Linked DNA regions of Mus musculus: region 1 is linked to region 2. A link is a contact called in public Hi-C data. All regions are on one chromosome and are shown on one strand. Each heading gives the region's core, a stretch centred on a gene start, on an enhancer-like site or on the middle of the called end of the contact. The rest is flanking DNA. Distances are from core to core; before and after follow the strand shown.

The links. A called contact is a pair of places that touch in the nucleus more often than the background predicts.
Region 1: a contact with region 2 is called in a Hi-C map of pre-pro-B cells, with 2.4 times the contacts expected there. The contact joins two enhancer-like sites. A contact is called at or near these places in 3 of 484 Hi-C or Micro-C datasets (embryonic stem cells, liver and pre-pro-B cells), 3 of 115 datasets of contacts at active chromatin or transcription factors (cardiomyocytes, embryonic stem cells and microglia) and 1 of 9 other capture datasets (embryonic stem cells).

The regions. Positions count from the first base shown.
Region 1 is chr13:64,409,120-64,412,255 of GRCm38.p6, reverse strand. No RefSeq gene overlaps it. Among named protein-coding and RNA genes, the nearest start is that of 1700015C15Rik, 22 kb to the left of the region's middle. Within about 2 kb of position 1,450, at least 41 of the 459 cell types and tissues checked have an H3K27ac peak or open chromatin away from gene starts, as enhancers often do. A contact at or near this core is called in pre-pro-B cells, where this site is marked.
Region 2 is chr13:64,337,520-64,340,932 of GRCm38.p6, reverse strand. The region is part of intron 1 of Gm31128 (a long non-coding RNA gene); the gene reads left to right. Among named protein-coding and RNA genes, the nearest start is that of Gm31128, 4.6 kb to the left of the region's middle. Within about 2 kb of position 1,567, at least 4 of the 459 cell types and tissues checked have an H3K27ac peak or open chromatin away from gene starts, as enhancers often do. A contact at or near this core is called in pre-pro-B cells, where this site is marked.

The sequences.
Region 1 (3,136 bases), core at 201-2,700, 71 kb before region 2:
CTACTTTTGAGCTTTTGGCCTTGTTGCAAAAGAAACTTCTTTAACTCTAAACTTTCTGTAAATTACATCTCTGAACAATGATTCAAAAGGAAGAGCATTTTTTTTTTCTTGGTTTTTTCAAGACAGGGTTTCTCTGTGTAGCCCTGGCTGTCCTGGAACTCACTCTGAAGACCAGGCTGGCCTCGAACTCAGAAATCCACCTGCCTCTGCTTCCCAAGTGCTGGGATTAAAGGCATGGGCCACCACGCCTGGCTATGAGAGCATATTTTTTGTTTAGTGTTTTTAGTTAGTTAATTAATTTACATCCCAACCGCAGTTTCTTCTCCTCCCAGTCCCTCCCTCCACTCCCCTCACCTTTCTCTACCCACTACATCCCTTCTCCCTTTCTCCTCACAAAGGGAGAGACCTCCTATGGCTATCAGCCATCCCTGGTCTATCAAGTTGCAGTAAGAATAGATGCATCTTCTGTTGAGGCTAGATGAGCAGCTGGGTAAGGGGAAAGGGTCCCAAAAGCAGGCAACAGTCAGAGGCAGCCTGTGCTTCCCACTGTTAGGAGTCCCACATGAAGACCACACTATACAACTGTGCAGAGGGCCTAGGTAAATCCCATGCAGGGAAGAGTAACTTTTTAACTTTCAGAGGCATTGCTTGAGAGCCATCAACATCTTATACTATGTTGAAAGAAACCTAAATGTAACACTCCCTGTGGTCGTCTACACTCACACTTATCTCATCCTTTCTCTGTGACTCCTTCTAATAAAGCCTGCATTGAATATCTGTACAAAACAGCAGGTCTTGGCCCCTTTGGGGGTTCAGATAACCCTTTCACAGGAGTCGCCTAACTCCATTAGAAAACACAGATATTTACATCATGATTCATAACCAGCAAAATTACAGTTATGAAGTAGTGATGAAATAATTTTATGGTGGGGGGGAATCACCATAACATGAGGAATTATATTCAAGGACTATAGCATTAGGAAGGTTGAGAACCACTACCTTTTAGGGTCTTTCAAATAGCTCAGTGGGTAATTGTACTTGCCACTGAAGTTCCTGGGCTTGATCCCTGGAACCCACATGATGGAAGGAGAGAATCAATTCCTGAAAGTTGTCCTCTGATCTCTACATAGACATCATGGAGTGCCACGAATCCTAGAGGTCCGTAAGGAAAAGGATGTGTGAGGATGGAAAGGAGCTGCACCTCTGTCCTCACCAACACTCACAGTACACACTATCATGGTACTCCACGCAGATTTCTGATCATGTAACATCAGGTGAAGGAATCATGGGCCCATGCTCTTGAAATGCAGTGTTCTTACCATGTTCTATCCTGAAGCAGCTTCATAAAATAACAGAATGGGTTTTACAGAGCTGGTTTATTGGCACCGGCAACAAGGAAGGCTGAGTAAGAGCAGGTGCTGCTATCTCCCAGATCAGGCCACATCCCCTGCAGCTGCTCTGCTCTCGTGCCTACTGCGAGGAACTAGCAACACCAGCTGTAACCTTGTGGTCTTGTTCCCTTACCGCCCAGGAATGAAAAGTCAGCCTAATGTAGGCTACTTACTAACTACATGATATAGGACCTCCTCTCTTGTTCAGAAATCTTTAATGCGGGGGGGGGGGGAACCCCACTTTTTCTGGTGAGACTGAAAGATTTCTCTGCTTTCTGTTGTGTTAACAATTCTTTATAAAGCTCTCCGCGGGAGGACACTTGACCTCAGCTCTCCTCTCTCAAATCATCCATCACCTCTCTAAACCATCCCTAAAATCCAAGAGGCAGAGTGAATGCTATCAATTAGCATTCAGCATAGGGTTGCTGCTTCTCTCAGAGCCAGGAACACAGGTCCAGGGAGGGAGTGGAAATAGAAGTGGCACCATTCATCCTTTTGGCAAAATTGTTGTTCCTTTTGTCCATGCAACCTTATATTCTGCTAGCCTACAGGTCACAAAATCAATATCACTAAACTGGAAGTTAAAACTGCTCCCAATTGCCTGGCCTGTAAATAGCCTTACTTATTTGCAGTTACTTGCAAGTCTGATGCAGGAAGATTGCAGGTTCAAGGCCAGCCTGGGCAACTCCATGAGTCCCTGTCTAAAAAATAGAAATGCTGGGGATATAGTTCAATGGTAGAGTTCTTGCTTAGCACAAGAAAGACCCTGGGTTCAAACCCTGTGTGCTGGCTAGTTTTATGTCAACTTGACACAAGCTAGAGTTGTCAGAGAGGAGGAACCTCAACTAAGAAATGCCTCCATGTCAGATCCTTTCTATAGGCAAGCCTGTAGGGCACTTTCTTAATTAGTGATTGATGGGAGAGGGTCCAACCCATAGTGGGTGGTGTCATCCCTGGTTTCTATAAGAAAGCGGGCTAAGCAAGCCATGAGGAGCAAGCTAGTAACTAAAGTAGCATCCCTCCATGGCCTCTGCATCAGCTCCTGCTTCCAGGTTCCAACCCTGTTTGACTTCCTTCAGTGATAGATTACAATGTTTTGTTGCGGCAGTAGAAGCCCTAACTAGGATACTCCAGGGCCACAACAAATAAATAAACAAAGCAAAACAAAGAGAGAAAGACTCCTACGGGCCTTCTGGCTTTCGCGTACCTTTGAATCAACAAGCAAAGCTGGAATTGTTATTGGTTAAAACAACTGATTCTGACTTCCAAGGAACTGCTGTCCTCCAAGTGCTAAAGAAGCATGCCTCTGGACCACAGGGGATCCCTTAAGGTGCTTCTTAGCATATCCGCAAGTGGGTTCTAGCGTCACTGGGACACTAGAGCAACCCAGTGTAGGCAGTGCTGATCATGAGCGTCTTCAGGGGAGAACGTGTGAGTCCCTTATCTAACAAAGAACTGTAATCGGAAGAGGGCTGAGCTGCAGACAAAGGAAATATAGACTGCGTAGAGAAAGATGATTTGTATGCACAAATAGGTATGCGCGCCTGGGCAGACATGGAAACAAAGACTACAACTAATAAGAGCGGTTTTCGTTATTTGGTTATAAATGTTTGTATGTGTATAGCAGTGCGTGTTTATCTTGGTTCCATCTCTTATCCTTTGCCATATAATTGACATAATCTACATAATGAGAGGTGGAGACACACAGGAGGATCAGGAGCTCAAGTCCAGCCTTGTTTACAAGA
Region 2 (3,413 bases), core at 318-2,817:
TAACAACCCATTCAAAAATAGGCAAGAGTTTTACATTGTCAGTTTTGTAAAGAAGATACACAAATAATGAATCAACTCTTTTAAAAAGAAATGCTCAGAACTGATAACCTTAAAGAAATATAACCCAAACCACATTGAGATGCCACCTCATGTCCATTAGGATTGCTTGTATGAGAAGAAAATATAAAATATCAGCTGCTGTGGGCACCCTGAGGCAGTGCCTACATTAAAGGAAGCTTTCTACAGTACAGCAGCTCCACTCCTCAGCACACATGGTCTCCATCTTAGCAGTTCTAATCACATCTTTAAAATTTTTATAGAGGGGCTAGAGAGATGGCTCAGTAGTTAAGAGCACTGACTGTTCTTCCAGAGGTCCTGAGTTCAATTCCCAGCAACCATATGGTGGCTCACAACCATCTGTAATGAGATCTGATGCCCTCTTCTGGTGTGTCTGAAGACAGCAACACTGTATTCATATTCATAAAATAAATAAATCTTTTTAAAAAATTTTTATAGAGCTTCAAAAGTGCACATTAAATGGGAGCTATACTTTGTATGCAGTGGTGTGTTGTCTGTGTGCACACGTGTGCACATGTTTGTGTGTATGTGTGTTCATGTTTGTGTGATTTCATGCATGCAAGAGTCAGACGTTGATGTCAGCACTAGGACACCTACCTTTGTTTATTTATTTTTAAAAAAATTATTTATTTATTTTATGTATATGAGTACACTATAGCTGTTTTCAGACACACCAGAAGAGGGCATTGGATCCCATTACACATGGTTATGAACCACCCTGTGGTTCCCAGGAATTGAACTCAGGACCTGTGGAAGAGCAGTCAGTGCTCTTAACTGCTGAGCTGTCTCTCCAGCCCTGTTTGTATACTTTTTAGTAGGTCTTAATACTTATGTGTTATGCACTTTACTCTATCAGCCATCTACCCCATCACAGGACTATACTTTGAATTTAAATTTGGTTCTTGTCCTGAGCTAACCATATGTGAAGTGTGCTAAATAATACTCTCTTGTGATGCTGGGAGAAGGCAGAAAGCTGTATCTCCTAGTAAGCCAGAGGATCATGAAGATATACAACAATCACTATACTCTATAGTGGAGTCCACCTAACAAATTATATGAGATACTTGTCACAGTGTTATGTTTTGTTTGAGTTTGATTATTTTACTCCTCTGTCAGCTGATACAAGTATTCTGAAGGATATTTCACGTAGGCTAGGCCCAGGACATGGCTGAGTAGATAAGGGCACTTGCTGCTGAGACCAATTGTCTGAATTCTATCCCTAGACCCATATAATAGAAGGAGAGAGCTGGTTCCTGCAAGTTGGACTCGAACCTCCAAATTCATGCTGTGGTATGCACATGTGCACACAATTATACAGATACACACAATAATATGTAGCTTGTTTAAGCATAATAATAATGTAGGCTAGACTATGATGTTTGCTGGATTGCCAATATTAAGATGAATTTTGGCATACACTATTTCAACTTAATATGGGTTTTTCAGGACATAACCACAAGTCAGTGAGCATCTGTGTGTACCAAAGGAACTGAAAACAAGGATTAAAATAGTTACTTCTGCCCAATGCTTGCACCCACATTGCTTAGCAGAATGTGGGTGGCAGGTGTAATACAAATGACCACCAACGCATAAATAGATTTTTGTTATTGTTTTTGTTTTTTCATGCCAAGGTTTCTCTGTGTAGCCCTGGCTGTCCTGAAACTTGCTTTGTAGACCAGGCTGGCCTCGAACTCAAAGATCGGCCTGCCTCTAACTCCTACATGCTGGGATGTGTATTATGTCTTCCTGGCTATAAGTAGATTTTTTTCCCAGTGGCACATACATATCATGGTGTATCATTGACCCTTAGAAGGAATGATATTCTGACACATGTTGCAGGATATTTGATCACATTATGAACACTGAGGTTGTGTTATTTACTGAAAATACCTGTTTCTAGTTACGATGTGGCTCAGCCCTTACTTAGCACACACCTTTAATCCCAAACAATAAAGGTAAAGTTAGTTTTTTTAGAAGGAAGCACTCATGTTTGGAAGTGATGTCTTTGAAAGTCCATGAATGACTATAAAGGTTTCTTGAGCAGGATAAAATTTATAAACCTTAAGCTTCTCACATAGATAATTTTTTTAAAAATTACTTTCATGTTTGAAATTGAGTGGCTGACAAAGTGATGGATCAGAAAGATTTGATAGGATAGGATATGCCCAACTCTCATGAGAAGAGAGGAGAAAGAAGCTACTTAAGAGAGAGCAGCTTGGGGAGAAGAGAAGGAAGCAGATTTTTTTTTAAAGATTTATGTATTGATTATATGTAAGTACACTGTAGCTGTCTTCAGACACACCAGAAGAGGGCATCAGATCTCATTATGGATGGTTGTGAGCCACCATGTGGTTGCTGGGATTTGAACTCAGGACCTTCAGAAGAGCAGTAGGTACTCTTAATCACTGAGCCATCTCTCCAGCCCAGGAAGCAGATTTTACTGGGAAAGTTTTACAGAATCAGGTTGCAGAGAAAGAACAAACTAGACACTGATAAAGACAAAAAAAAAAAAAAAAGCCAGAGAATGAGAAAGAACCAGATTAAAATAGATTGTTAGAATTAATTTGAGGTCACAGAGAACAATTCAGGAGAGGCCCATAGAGAGAGAAGCCAGGTTGAATCAGTTAGTTTAGAGAGGAGTCTGAGCCAGAAAAGCTCAGTTGAACCAGCTAGCCAGCCAGAGATCAGAAAGGACTAGGAAGTGGTGAGCCTTCTCAGCAGTAAGTCTCAGAGACTGAAGACACTCTAGGCCTAGATCAGACTTTATAGAAGCTCGGAACCTCCAGGAGTAAGCTTAGGTTAGCAGATAGAGGTGTGAGCCTCTGAGAGGACAATTACTACAGGAGAATAGAAGTTACTTTTACAGACACATTCTATACCTCTGCAAGCATGCTAAGTGAAATAAGCCAGACAGAAACAGACAAGCATTGCATGATTCATTGATATGAAGTACCTGAGTCATGCAAATATGCAGTCAAAAGGAATAGAGAGGTCACAGAGGCTACAGGGAAGAGATCATGGGGAATTATTGTTTATATATATTTAACTCGAGAGACAGCTCAGTATTAAGAGCACTGGCTGCTCTTCCAAAGGACATAGTTACTCACAACCACCTGTAACTCCAGTTCCAGGGGGTTCCTAGACCTTCTCCTGGCCTCTATATGCACCAGGTTCTCTGATGGTGCATATACATGCATGCTATCAAACACACACATAAAAATAATAAACCTTAAAAAAAAACAACCCAGAATTATAATCTGACCTAGAACCTGGATCTATGCACAGAAGAATTAAAGCAGACTCACAAAGAGAGCATTGTACCCATATTCACAGCA